2 separate regions of the Macaca mulatta genome follow, and region 1 is linked to region 2. Evidence: chromatin contacts called from public Hi-C data. All regions are on one chromosome and are shown on one strand. Each heading gives the region's core, a stretch centred on a gene start, on an enhancer-like site or on the middle of the called end of the contact. The rest is flanking DNA. Distances are from core to core; before and after follow the strand shown. Region 1 holds the start of AMIGO3 (adhesion molecule with Ig like domain 3). Region 2 holds the start of APEH (acylaminoacyl-peptide hydrolase).

Region 1 (6,121 bases), core at 1,180-3,679, 48 kb after region 2:
TGAGACCAGTGCCAGCCCTTAAGAGGCCCCTGCTCTCGAGGGACATGGAGTTCCGGCTCGGCCCTCCCAACTTGGCCATGCTCTCCAGGCTTTTTGGGCTTTTTACTGCTGAAAAGCAGGGGCGCAGGCCATGATCCCCTTCACTGTGTCTTGTAAGCCCACGGAATGGGCTGTGCCTTCAGAACAACAGCTGGATGCCCCGGGCCAGAGAGAGCAGGGCCTCTGACTGGGGCTTAGGCCAGCCCCCCCAGGAGTCTCTTGAGGAGCCTTTCCTGCCTAGTTCCTGCCCACTGGACTCTGCGTGAATCTGTGAAGCTTTCAGGCGGTTGGGAGGGAGTCCCATTTCACCAGAGGGCGGGCTTGTTTCCTCTTTCTGTCCTGGGGTGTGGGCGACATCTTCCTTCAGAGCCGTCGTCTTTTCCCTGTGGGCCCACTCCCTCCCACCGCCTTGGGAAGGGGAGATGACCCTGCGTCAGCTCTTCAGCACCACTCCTGGAGAGCTGCCTCGGCCCCTGAGGGTGGACAGGGGGCTCTGCTACAGGGGTTCTTCCACAGGCTGTAGAAGAACACAGCTACTTCCACGGCTGTGCTGTGTTGAAAGCCACAGGGGCCTGGGTCTCTCAGGCTCACAGGGCATTTGGGCACTAGGAAGTCCCCGGGAAAGCAGGCACTAGCACAGCTTGCAGGGCCTGGGGCCTTTGGGTCCTGTGCAGGGGCAGAGCAGAAGGCAGGTTGGGGACTACGACGCCTGTCTCTACCAGTGAGTGAGAAAGCCCATTGTGTTTCGAGGCCCATACAGGAAGCTGGGGGGCCAGGCACAGTGCTTCCCACCAGCATCTGCCAGTTCTCTGGACCGAAGCAGACAGCAGGGCGAGCAGCAAGAGGGTGGGGGCCTGGGTGGTGGCCCTGGGCAGTCTAGGTCGTCATGGGACCCTCGGAGCCTATGGAGCTAGCGGACTCAGAGCCAGCCTTCAGCTGCAAGTCTCCAGGGTTGCAGAGATCAAATTCCTCAGCTACTGCCAGCTGCACGCGGCCATTGAGGCCCCTCCGGCCTGGCTCCAGAAAGACTACGTGCTTGTGGACGCTGGCCTTGCGGCTGGGTGCGTCTGGCGGTGTGGTGCTGAGTACTGAGGACTGTGCGCTCAGCTCGTGGAGAGGGCTGGGTGTTCGGGGCCAGCGGCGGCAGCGGCAGGCACGGCGGCAGCAGCAGCAGGGTGGTGCGAACAGGTAGAGCAGCACGAGCACCAGGCCCACAGCGCAGCCCAGCAGTGTGGTGAAGCCTGTGTTGAAAGCCTCGGGCTCTGGGCGCGGGAAGTGCACGCTCACGTTGTACTCGTGCGTCTGGTTGTGGTGCAGGCGGGGCCCAGTGGCCAGGCACACGAAGAGTCCGGCATGCTGCTCCTGCACGTTGCCTATGGCCAAGCTGCCGTCGGCCAGCACAGCGATGCTGCCATCGCGGGATCCTGGCGCCCTGAGAAGCTCCTGCTGCGGCGAAACCCAGGCAATGCGCATGGCCGGGACGCTGGTGTTGCAGTAAAGCCTTAAGGACCGACCCACCAGCGCGTACAGGTGCTCTTCCGGCCGCTCTAGGCCAAGAGCTGGGGCCGATGAGCAGTTCTCAAAGACGCGGCTGTGCTGGAAGAAGCGCACACGGGACGCGGGTACCTTGAAGGCCAAGCATATGTACTCGCGCGCAAAATCGCGCACGGCGCTCAGGCCCCGCTGGTGCCAGCGCTGTAGCAGGTGGTAGAGGCGGCAGTCGCAGGGTAATGGGTTGTTGTGCAAGTAGAGGCCGTTCTTGAGGAAGGCCGGCAGCGCGGCCAGCTCAGGTACAGAGATGTGTCCCAGCCGGTTGGAGGAGAGGTCCAGAGTAAGCAGGTGGGTGGCGCTCAGACCGTGCAGGTGGTCGAAAGAGAACGAGGCAAGTTCGTTGCAGCCCAGGTAGAGATGGCTGAGCGCGCTCAGGCCGTGGAAGGCATGCTCGTCCAAGTGCACCAAGCGGTTATTGAACAGAAGCAGCTTCTCCAGCGCCCCCAGCCCGTCGAGGTCATGGCGGCCAAGCGCCCGCAACGCGTTAGATGATAGATCGAGTAGCCTCAGGCCGCTGGCGTTGGCGAAGACGCCGAGACCCAGCGCTTCTAGTTCGTTGTGGCCTAGATGCAGGGCGCGCAGCTGGAAGAGGGGCGCCAACCAGCCGGGGCGCAGGCGCTGGAGCGCGTTGTGGCTCAGGTCGAGGTCCGCAGTAGCGGCAGGTAACTCGGCCGGCACATCCTGCAGCCCTAGGCCAGTGCAGCTTAGCAGGTCGGCAGCGCAGATACATTTGTGGGGGCAGTTGTGGGGCGTACGGGGCGGGAAACCCTCGGAGTCCGGGGTGCCTAACCCAACGCACAGCATGCAGAGCAGTGCCCCCAGCAGCATCAGCCAGGTCATGGCGGCGACCACCAGGGACAGGACAGAGCAGCTCTGTGCAGGTCGCAGTTCCAGGACTCACCCACTTCTGCTCTAGTGCGACATGGGTGGCACCGGATGGCCCTTGCCGAGGAGGCACGGCGGGTTCTGGCCGGCCGACGGCCCCTACTGTGCGGTTCCCAGGTTGTGAGGCGGGGCTGCACTTCTCTCCGTGCTCCCTTCGGCTTCCCGAGCCCTCTCCAAGCGAGTTCCTGATCGGCTCCTAAATACTCCCCCAGGGGCGGGGCTCGGGCTCCTATTGGCTCCCGTTTGAGGAGGCGGGGCGGCTGCATCCCCTAGTGCCCAATGGCCCCACATGACCGCCAGATGAGGAGTGAGCCCAACCCCAAAGCCCCAGTCTGCCTTTGGCTGGCAGCTCTCCGCCGCTCCTTTTTCCTCGAGGAGTAAAAGGGGGAGTCTGGAAGAATGTCTCCAAGCTGCTGTTAGTGTTTATTAGAAATGACTTATTTGAGTGATATATTATGGGGCAGATGGACTCTCTTAAGGTGGCTCCCCTGAGCCCTCTTAAAGTGGTACCCCAGGCCGGGTGCGGTGGCTCACGCCTGTAATCCCAGCACTTTTGGAAGCCGAGGCGGGTGAATCACCTGAGGTCAGGAATTCGAGACCACCCTGGCCAACCTGGTGAAACCTCGTCTGTGCTAAAAATACAACAATTAGCCGGGCGTAGTGGTGGGCGCCTGTAATACCAGCTACTCCGGGGGCTGAGGCAGGAGAATCACTTGAACCCAGGAGGTAGAAGTTGCAGTGAGCCTAGATCGCGCCATCGCACTCCAGCCTGGGCAACAGGGCCAGACTCCCTCTCAGACCCCAGGCTGTGTGGCACCTTACTAGAATACAGGACTTGGGGCTTGGGAAGCAGGGAGACGGAAAGGATGCAGGGGGGCGGTGATTATGTACAAGCCGTGGCACTCCTCATTGGCAATCCCAATAGAGACTACTTTTAGCCAGGCCCCAAGCCTTCTGACTGCCCTTGCACCATCCCCTACCTAGGAGAGAGCGAGCCACATCAGTACTCCTGGCAGATCCCTGCTTCCAGCTACGCTCAATATGCTATCTCCTGGGACAGCCAGAGCCCCCAGCACCTGGCACTGCCCTGCCAGCCCCTGATCGGAAGCGCTTCTCCCTGCAGAGCTGTGAGTGGGCTGGTGGGGGGGGTCAGGGAGATCTGGGGCTGGATCGGGTCAGGAACCTTAAGAACAGCAAAGTCCTAGGCTGGGAATATTTAAAAGGCATGACATCCTCATCTACCTGACTTGACACTACCTACCACTCCCCAGATGCGGATTATATCAGTGCCGATGAGCTGGCCCAAGTGGAACAGATGCTGGCACACCTGACCTCTGCATCTGCCCAGGCAGCAGCTGCCTCTCTGGTGAGTGGGACCATGGTGCACAGGTCCATGCCACTTGAATATGTGTGCACTCCTACATAGGCACAGCAGACATCCACACAGCCAGGCATCCAACTCCAGCCCACCCTTCACTCTCCTCCCTGCAGCCCACCAGTGAGGAGGACCTCTGCCCCATCTGCTATGCCCACCCCATCTCTGCTGTGTTCCAGCCCTGTGGCCACAAGTCGTGCAAGTAAGTGGTCCCCACAGCTTGGTAGTGGGGAGAGCAGTAGATACATGCAGGGCAGTCCTCATCCCCTCCCCTGTTGTAGAGCCTGCATCAACCAGCACCTGATGAACAACAAGGACTGCTTCTTCTGCAAAGCCACCATCGTGTCTGTAGAGGACTGGGCCAATACGAGTACTACCTCCTCAGCTGCCTAGGCCTCACAGCCTGTGCCATCCTGGAACCTCCACCCTGGAACCCAGAGCCAGGCTGGGCCCTATTTATGAGCTCCCTTTGCCCTTCTCCTGTATCTGCCCCCCCCCGCAACCGCCACCACCACCACATTCAACCTCCTTGCCTGCCTGTATCCTCATTGGTGGGAGCCCAGCCATGGCCCTAATTGTGCCTGAGCTTGACTCTCAGTCAGGGCCACAGTCAGCATTAAATTATTATTCCATACAGCCCTGGCCCTGGCCCTTCTTGAGGGAGTAGGGTTTGTGGGGTGTGCCCAGCAGGGATCCTGCCAGATGATGTCCACATGAGAAGGCAGGTGTCCAACAGCTTCAGCTTCACCCAGTGCCCCCCAGACAGATAACAAGTCCAGGGTCTTCTGATGTGTCAGGCCAGCACTCTCCCCTTGCTGATGGGAAAACCGGGGCTTGGCCAGCCCCACTGCATCCCCTTACATGATGATACGAGGCTCTGGCACTGACTCGCCAATAGACTTGTGGGGCAGCACGCTGGCTCCGTTGAGGTAGAGCTCATCGTTAACTATGACGTCCTCACCCAGCACTGTCACGTTCTCCATGCGAACCTCCAGGAGAGGATAGGCCTTGTCAGGGAGACAGGCACACTCCCCGCCCCTCTCCCCACCTGGCCCAGCCCACAGGCTTACCCACTGGCCCACACGGCAGCGCCAGCCCACAATGCAGGACTCAAGCCATGAATGGGAGCGGATCCGGGCATCCCGCAGCACCGTGCACCGCCGGATACACACACCATCTTCGACCACCACGCCAGGTCCCAGGCTCACATTGGGGCCAATGCTGCAGTTCTGGCCAATGCGGGCACTTGGGTCCTGAGAGTGGTGGGAAAAATACAAGTGGGCCACTTGTCTCCCAAGACTGAGGGGGTTAATGATGGGCTGGGCAAGGGCCTCACCACCAGCACGTTGCCCACAATGCCAGGGCCTGAGTACAACCGCTCAGGGTGCTTCTGCCTCAGTGACTGCAGGAAGAGGCACATGCCAGTGAGGAAGTCCTTGGGCTGCCCAATGTCCATCCAGAAGCCTGTAGGGAGGGATGTATCAGGGCCCTCAGCCCAGCCACAGACCACCCCCACCCTGTGGCCTCCCTGCCTCACCCTGCAACTCCATGGCATATAGCTGCCCCTCCTTGGCCATAATGGGGAAGACCTCCTTCTCAATGGACGTAGGCTGCAGCTGTGGGAGTGGGCAGCTTGTGAGCAGGGTCATGGCGGTGATGGCCTGCCCCACCACAGCCCACCGACAGCTGTCTCCTACTACACACCTGGATGCGCCGCAGCACCGCAGGGCTCAGGATGTACATGCCTGCGTTGATCTTATTGGACACAAACACCTGCGGCTTCTCCACAAACCGGTGAATTCGGCCTGTGTCAGCCTCACACACCACCACACCGTACTTGGAGGGTTCCTCCACCTTGGTTACCTGAATGCAAGGAAGGGGACCTCGGACCTAGTCCAGTGTTCCTGAGCCTTGATATACATGCCGTTCCAGATCTCAGAGACTCTGCCCCAAGTGCTTAAAGATACATACTGCACAGCTCTGTACCCATAACATCCGAAGGCAGATGAAGGCTAGGGGGCAGGGGAGGCTGGGCGTGGAGGGTGGAAGTGTCAAGAGAAACAAGACCTGGCGCCTTACCAGGATGGAGCCCTCCTGGCCATGGTGCCGGTGGAACTGCACCATGGCTTGGAAGGGGAAATCGCAGATCACATCACTGTTGAGGACGAAGAAAGGGTCTGCAGTCTCAGAGAGCAGGTCACGGGCCAGCGCCAGGGGCCCAGCTGGGGGAAAGGGACAGGTCACAACCTTGCTGGAGGTCTGAGTCCCTGG
Region 2 (6,124 bases), core at 1,463-3,962:
GAAGGAGCAAATCCCCAAATTTGCGACAATCCTGTCCATGGTTAAAGGGAAAAGGATGGACAGAGTTGCAGAAGTGCTGGCACAGCATGGGGCTGAGTCCACACCAAGCCATCCAAAGACACTGGGCCCTCCACAAAGGTGCCCAAGGGGAGGTCCCAAGCTTGGACCTGGAGCAGGCAGTCAGTGCGCAGGCTGTTAAGGGACAGCACCTCCATGGCCTTTAGGTGTGTTGGCTGCACACACAGCTTTCTGTGTGTTCCTGTGGTTCCACGGAGGCAGTGAACAAATGCTGCCCCCTGGTGCTGCCAACAAGCCCTACACCTCTCTGCCTTTCTCTGATTTTTCCGACCCCCAAACTCTTGCTGGCTGTCAGACCTTAGGCCTTCCTCAGATGGTCAGGAGTACCTCCTTACCAAAGTCACCCAGAGTTGTTAGATTTTTTTTTTTTTTAACACAGATAAACAAGAATCCCAGCTCCACCTCTGGCCCTCTCCCCAGAGTTAACATCTTGATGCATGTCCTTCTTTCCTGTTTGTTGTTCCAGTCTTCATTTTAAACCGAAGCCAGAAGGTGCAATATATCCTGTTTTCTAGCTTTCTGTTTATTTCCACATGTTTATTTCAGGTACTTAAATGTTCGTCTTCCAGTGCTCAACCTCCAGAGAGATACATGAGTTCGTAGCCAGTCTACCACACACAACCTTAGGAACAGGTGCTATGTTCCCAGTGTTCCTATCATAAACAATGCTTGATGAACAGCCTAGTTTCCAATCTTTCCACCCAAACTGGTGGCTGGGGCCACTCGTTCTACTCCTGTTTCTGGCCTTGATACAGTCCTGTACATACTCACAAATGCAGTGGCGTCAGAAAGTTGGTACTCTTTTTTTTTTTCCTTGAGACAGAGTTTCACTCTTGTTGCCCAGGCTAGAGTGCAATGGCACGATCTCGGCTCATTGCAACCTCCACCTCCCAGGTTCAAGAGATTCTCCTGCCTCAGCCTCCCAAGTAGCTGGGATCACAGGCGCATGCCACCACACTCCACTAATTTTTGTATTTTTAGTAGAGACAGGATTTCACCGTGTTGGCCAGGCTGGTCTTGAACTCCTGGCCTCAGGTGATCCACCCGCCTCGGCCCTCCAAAGTGCTGGAATTATAGGCGTGAGCCACCGCGCCCGGCCGGAACTTTTTTTTTTTTTTTTTTTTGAGACAGAGTCTCACTCTGTCACCCAGGCTGGAGTGCAGTGGCACGATTCTCGGCTCACTGCAAGCTCCGCCTCCTAGGTTCCCGCCATTCTCCTGCCTCAGCCTCCCGAGTAGCTGGGACTACAGGCGCCTGCCACCACACCCAGCTAATTTTTTGTATTTTTAGTAGAGACGGGGTTTCACCATGTTAGCCAGGATGATTTCTATCTCCTGACCTCGTGATCCGCCCGCCTTGGCCTCCCAAAGTGCTGGGATTACAGGCGTGAGCCAGTGCGCCCGGCCGGCCAGGACTCTTTTTTTTAACTTAACTAGTAATCTTGAGTAAGTAATGATGCGGCTGATGGGAAAGGGGAAGCTGCAGGCCAGACAGGTGGACTCTCAATCACAAGCACACCATGGAGCAGGGAGCCAGGGCCCTGATGTGGAAGACCAGCCAGACTCAGGTATATGGAGGGGACATCCTTACTGTCCAGCCTCTCCTGATCTCTGCTGGCACCTTAGCCCAGCCAATCCTGTGTCACGTGCACAGGAAGCCTGCCTGCCTAGGTTCTTTCCACAGGAAGCTCCCTGGACCTTGGTGGAGTCTGAGCCCACCAGGGTCCCCACACCCAAGAGCTCAGGTTGAGGCCTAGGGAGGAGGGGAAGGAACCCACCGGCTCACAGTCCCCAACAAGGAGCCACTGAGAAGGGTGGGTAAAGGCTGCGGGGATAGATAGCTCTTGCGGCAGGCCTGGTGACTGATAAGCCCAGGCAGCACCCTGAGAGTTGGCACTCGCCCCTCTGCCCCGCACCCCAGGGCTTTGCTTTGCGCCCTCCGCCCGGACTCTGGCCTTTCTCTTCTTCGTCTGCCTGGGAGTCCCTCCAGGGCAGGGCCTGGCACTGTCTAGTGAATGTCGGCTCGTAGTGGACCCGAAGGAACCCTACAGTCAGCCCCAGAGCCGCGGGAGATCCACGATGCGGCCGGCTCCCCCCTCCCCGCCCTCACCCTCACGGGCTCCCGGCTCCTCATTCCTCGCGGGGCTCCACTCTGGACCCGCCCGCCTCGCCCTTCATCCTCAGAGACTCATTGGTCCCATTCCCCTCGGGCCTCGCCCTTCAGGTGCTCGGGCCATGCCCGTCCGACCGCGCTGCTTCCGCCTCGCAGTCCTGTCTCACCCGCTTCTCTCGTAGGCCCTTCTACCCCCCCCGAAGCCCGGCTCCCGGGTTCCGCTTCCACAGGCCCGCCCTCTCTCCTCCGAGATCCAACGCCTCGCCCCACGGCCCCGCCCCCCACTTGACTAGTCCGCCCCTGGAAGGCCAGCTCCTCCTCTCGACGCCCCTGCTCTCTCCACCCGGGACTTCTCGCTGCCAGGCCGGGTCCTCTCACCGTCAAGGCCCGCCCCTTGCCAACGGTTCTCGCCTATTCGCCGAAAGCCCCCCCTCCCAGATTGCCGCAGGGCAGGGGCGGAGACAGCCCGGGCGGTCCCAGGCTCCGCCCCCGGAAGCCTCACTTCCGGGCGCGAGCACCCCCCCGCCCCGCCTCGCCCAGGCGGCAGAGAGGAGACTATGGAACGTCAGGTGAGGGCTCGGCCCGCGGTCCCCGTGGTCCCTGCAGCCCGGACCGGGCCTGACCCTGGTGTGTCCCCTGCGCAGGTGCTGCTGAGCGAGCCCGAGGAGGCGGCGGCTCTGTATCGGGGCCTTAGCCGCCAGCCCGCGCTGAGCGCCGCCTGCCTGGGCCCGGAGGTCACCACACAGTACGGCGGCCAGTACCGGACGGTGCACACTGGTGTGTGTGCGAAGGGGAACTGGCTGGCGACGGGGTCGCGCACTGGGGTGGGAAGGAAGCGGGTGTGGAGGGCTCGCTGCTTGACAGTGTGTAAGGGTGTATGGGGAGCCGGCCTGTACTTGGAGGATACACTCCCACAGGTCCCTGCACACAGGTGTGTGGGGAGGCGGGGGCGTGCGGGGCGTTATCGGATGGTGCCCATGAGTGCACGAGATGATGGTGTAGGGGTAGAATTCAAACCTGGGTTCAGGGCGTGGACTTTGTAGGGTGCTCCGCCAACACTCCATCCCATACACATGCCAGGCTGCCCTCAAGATTCCAGGGTGGGTGCTGGGGTTACTAGGGGGTTCTCTCAAAGAGGCTGTCAGCTCAGGCTCTGGAGGCCTGGACTAGGGTTGTGGACAAGTGTTGTCCAGCCCGCAGCCAGGGTGTCAGTGTCTGGAGACAGATTGAGAGACTGAGGAAGATCTAGGCCTTCCTGGGTCAGGTGGGCTGGGGGGCAGTAGCCAGGAGTAGCCAAGACAAGGTGAGCAGCCTCATGCCTCCCCTCACAGAGTGGACCCAGAGGGACCTGGAACGCATGGAGAACATTCGATTCTGCCGCCAATACCTGGTGTTCCATGACGGGGACTCAGTGGTGTTTGCCGGACCTGCAGGCAACAGTGTGGAGACCCGGGGGGAGTAAGTTTGAGGAAGGAATCTTGTGAGCAAGGCCACAGCGTCTGCAATGCAAGTCTTTTGTGAATGCCCACCATGTGCCTAGAAGGGAGACCAGGAGCCAGATTCTTGCCCCCTTGGGAGCTCATTCAGTTTCTGGTGACATGGCCTGATAAGCAACGGAGGCTTGCTCCAAACTCACCTGGACTAGAGCCTGTGGTGGCCTGGGGGAGCTGGGGAGAGTAGAGTCTCTGCCTCAGGGAGGAAAGGCAAGGTACTCCAGAAGCTGGTGTGGGGCCAGAGCCTCAAGAATCTCTCCTAAGAGGTGGTGCCCAGTAAGGGAGCAGGAAGGGGTTATTGCAAGATACTCCTGACCTGTGCTACCCCATGTCCACAGACTGCTGAGCAGAGAGTCTCCTTCAGGCAGCATGAAAGCTGTGCTGCGCAAGGCTGGAGGCACGGGCCCTGGGGAAGAGAAGCAGTTCCTGGAGGTGAGTCTACATGGGACCAGGTAGTGGGTGACTAGAGAGAGGCTCTGCCCCACAGATAAGGCTCTGTTAGCGGGCAAACAGCCTAATGCCCAGATGTCCTCAGGTCTGGGAGAAGAACCGGAAGCTCAAGAGTTTCAACCTATCAGTGCTGGAGAAACATGGGCCTGTTTATGAGGATGGTGAGGCATCTGGCTGGTGAGCAGGCAGGGTGGACAGGAGGGGTAGCCGTAGCCCTGGGCCCCCCCCTGATTGGCCCTCCCTGCACCCAGACTGTTTTGGCTGCCTGTCCTGGTCGCACTCGGAGACACACTTGTTGTATGTGGCAGAGAGGAAGCGCCCCAAGGCCGAGTCCTTCTTTCAGACCAAAGCCTTGGACGTCAGTGCCAGCGATGATGAGATAGCCAGGCTGAAGAAGCCAGACCAACCCATCAAGGTGCTCGTGGTCAATCCACGAAGGCCCAGCAGGGCAGCCCTGGGGCTCAGTGTGCTCCCTTCCCATACTGTGCTTGTCAGACCTGGGGAGGCACTAGCTTCTAGGAAGCAGAGCAGGTCCTATAGACAGGCTGGGCATTGAGTATCTTGTGTTCTCAGGGGGATCAGTTTGTGTTTTACGAAGACTGGGGAGAAAACATGGTTTCCAAAAGCATCCCTGTGCTCTGCGTGCTGGATGTCGAGAGTGGCAACATCTCTGTGCTTGAGGGGGTCCCTGAGAATGTGTCCCCTGGACAGGTCAGCAGCAACAGCCTATGTCCCTCCTGGAGTCTGGGGCCCTTCTTCAGCTACCATCCCTTGTTCACTTCTGCCCTGTGATCTTGTTTGCAGGCATTCTGGGCCCCTGGAGATGCTGGTGTGGTGTTTGTGGGCTGGTGGCATGAGCCCTTCCGGTTGGGCATCCGCTTTTGCACCAATCGCAGGTGAGGGAGTGGGGCAAGGCAAGGGACCTTGCAGCCCAGCTGGCCTTGAGACTGAATGTCTGTCTCGCGGTTCCAGGTCAGCCCTGTACTATGTGGACCTCATCGGGGGGAAGTGTGGTAAGTGGCTGATGCCCACCTGTGCTTTGCTGACACATGTTGGCCCTGCCAGCCTGCGTGATGCTCTTGTTTCCATCTGGCCCAGAGCTCCTCTCAGATGATTCCCTGGCTGTCTCTTCTCCCCGGCTGAGCCCAGACCAATGTCGCATTGTCTACCTGCAGTACCCATCTCTGATCCCCCATCATCAGTGCAGCCAGCTGTGCCTGGTGAGCTGGAGGTGGCGGGGATGGGAGGATGGTCAGCAAGAAGATGGTATGGTGGATGAGAGCTGAAGGGCCAGCATCATCTCCCCATGGGCCCTCAGTAGGTGCCCTTCTGTCCTCAGTGCAGCAGCAGTGTGAGTTCTGCCTGTCCTCTCAAGGCAGGGCCTAGAGGTTGAGAGTGCTGCCATGGAGAGCTTTGCACTGCAAGAATGCTCCTCCCCTTGGCTCTCAACTGCATGTAACCAGGCTCTGCAAGGGGCTGGGATATAGTGGGGAGTTACACAATCCCAGACCCTCCCCAGGAAGAGCTCTGAGCCCCTAGTAAAAGTCAGAGGGACGGCCGGGCGCGGTGGCTCAAGCCTGTAATCCCAGCACTTTGGGAGGCCGAGACGGGCGGATCACGAGGTCAGGAGATCGAGACCATCCTGGGTAACACAGTGAAACCCCGTCTCTACTAAAAATACAAAAACTTAGCCGGGCGAGGTGGCAGGCGCCTGTAGTCCCAGCTACTCGGGAGGCTGAGGCAGGAGAATGGCGTGAACCCGGGAGGCGGAGCTTGCAGTGAGTTGAGATCCGGCCACTGCACTCCAGCCTGGGTGACAGAGCGAGACTCCGTCTCAAAAAAAAAAAAAAAAAAAAAAAAAAAAAAAAGTCAGAGGGACATGCCTATCTGAGGCCCCTTGGGCATCTGGTCCAGGTCACCAGAAAAGAGATATATCAGGCTTATTCCAGTTCCCTCCTCCCCTGGGGCTACCTGAGGCAAAAGGGGATAGG

The links. A called contact is a pair of places that touch in the nucleus more often than the background predicts.
Region 1: a contact with region 2 is called in a Hi-C map of fetal cortex germinal zone, with 2.0 times the contacts expected there. The contact joins the promoter of AMIGO3 here to the promoter of APEH in region 2. A contact is called at or near these places in 2 of 14 Hi-C or Micro-C datasets (blood and fetal cortex germinal zone).

Annotation. Positions count from the first base shown.
Region 1 is chr2:113,182,676-113,188,796 of T2T-MMU8v2.0, forward strand. AMIGO3 (adhesion molecule with Ig like domain 3) reads right to left here and starts at 2,430. Exons shown (of 1, transcript XM_001107400.5): 1 at 1-2,430. The coding sequence starts at 2,430. The coding sequence ends at 916. It overlaps RNF123 (ring finger protein 123), which reads left to right. Exons shown (of 39, transcript XM_077992634.1): 36 at 3,460-3,602; 37 at 3,747-3,841; 38 at 3,967-4,052; 39 at 4,132-4,486. The coding sequence ends at 4,243. GMPPB (GDP-mannose pyrophosphorylase B) reads right to left here. Exons shown (of 9, transcript NM_001265981.1): 4 at 5,930-6,072; 5 at 5,555-5,713; 6 at 5,388-5,466; 7 at 5,187-5,314; 8 at 4,921-5,103; 9 at 4,488-4,839. The coding sequence ends at 4,708.
Region 2 is chr2:113,134,791-113,140,914 of T2T-MMU8v2.0, forward strand. APEH (acylaminoacyl-peptide hydrolase) reads left to right here and starts at 2,713. Exons shown (of 22, transcript NM_001261735.1): 1 at 2,713-2,759; 2 at 2,835-2,967; 3 at 3,522-3,648; 4 at 4,022-4,115; 5 at 4,219-4,294; 6 at 4,385-4,548; 7 at 4,707-4,844; 8 at 4,938-5,029; 9 at 5,106-5,146; 10 at 5,232-5,353. The coding sequence starts at 2,748.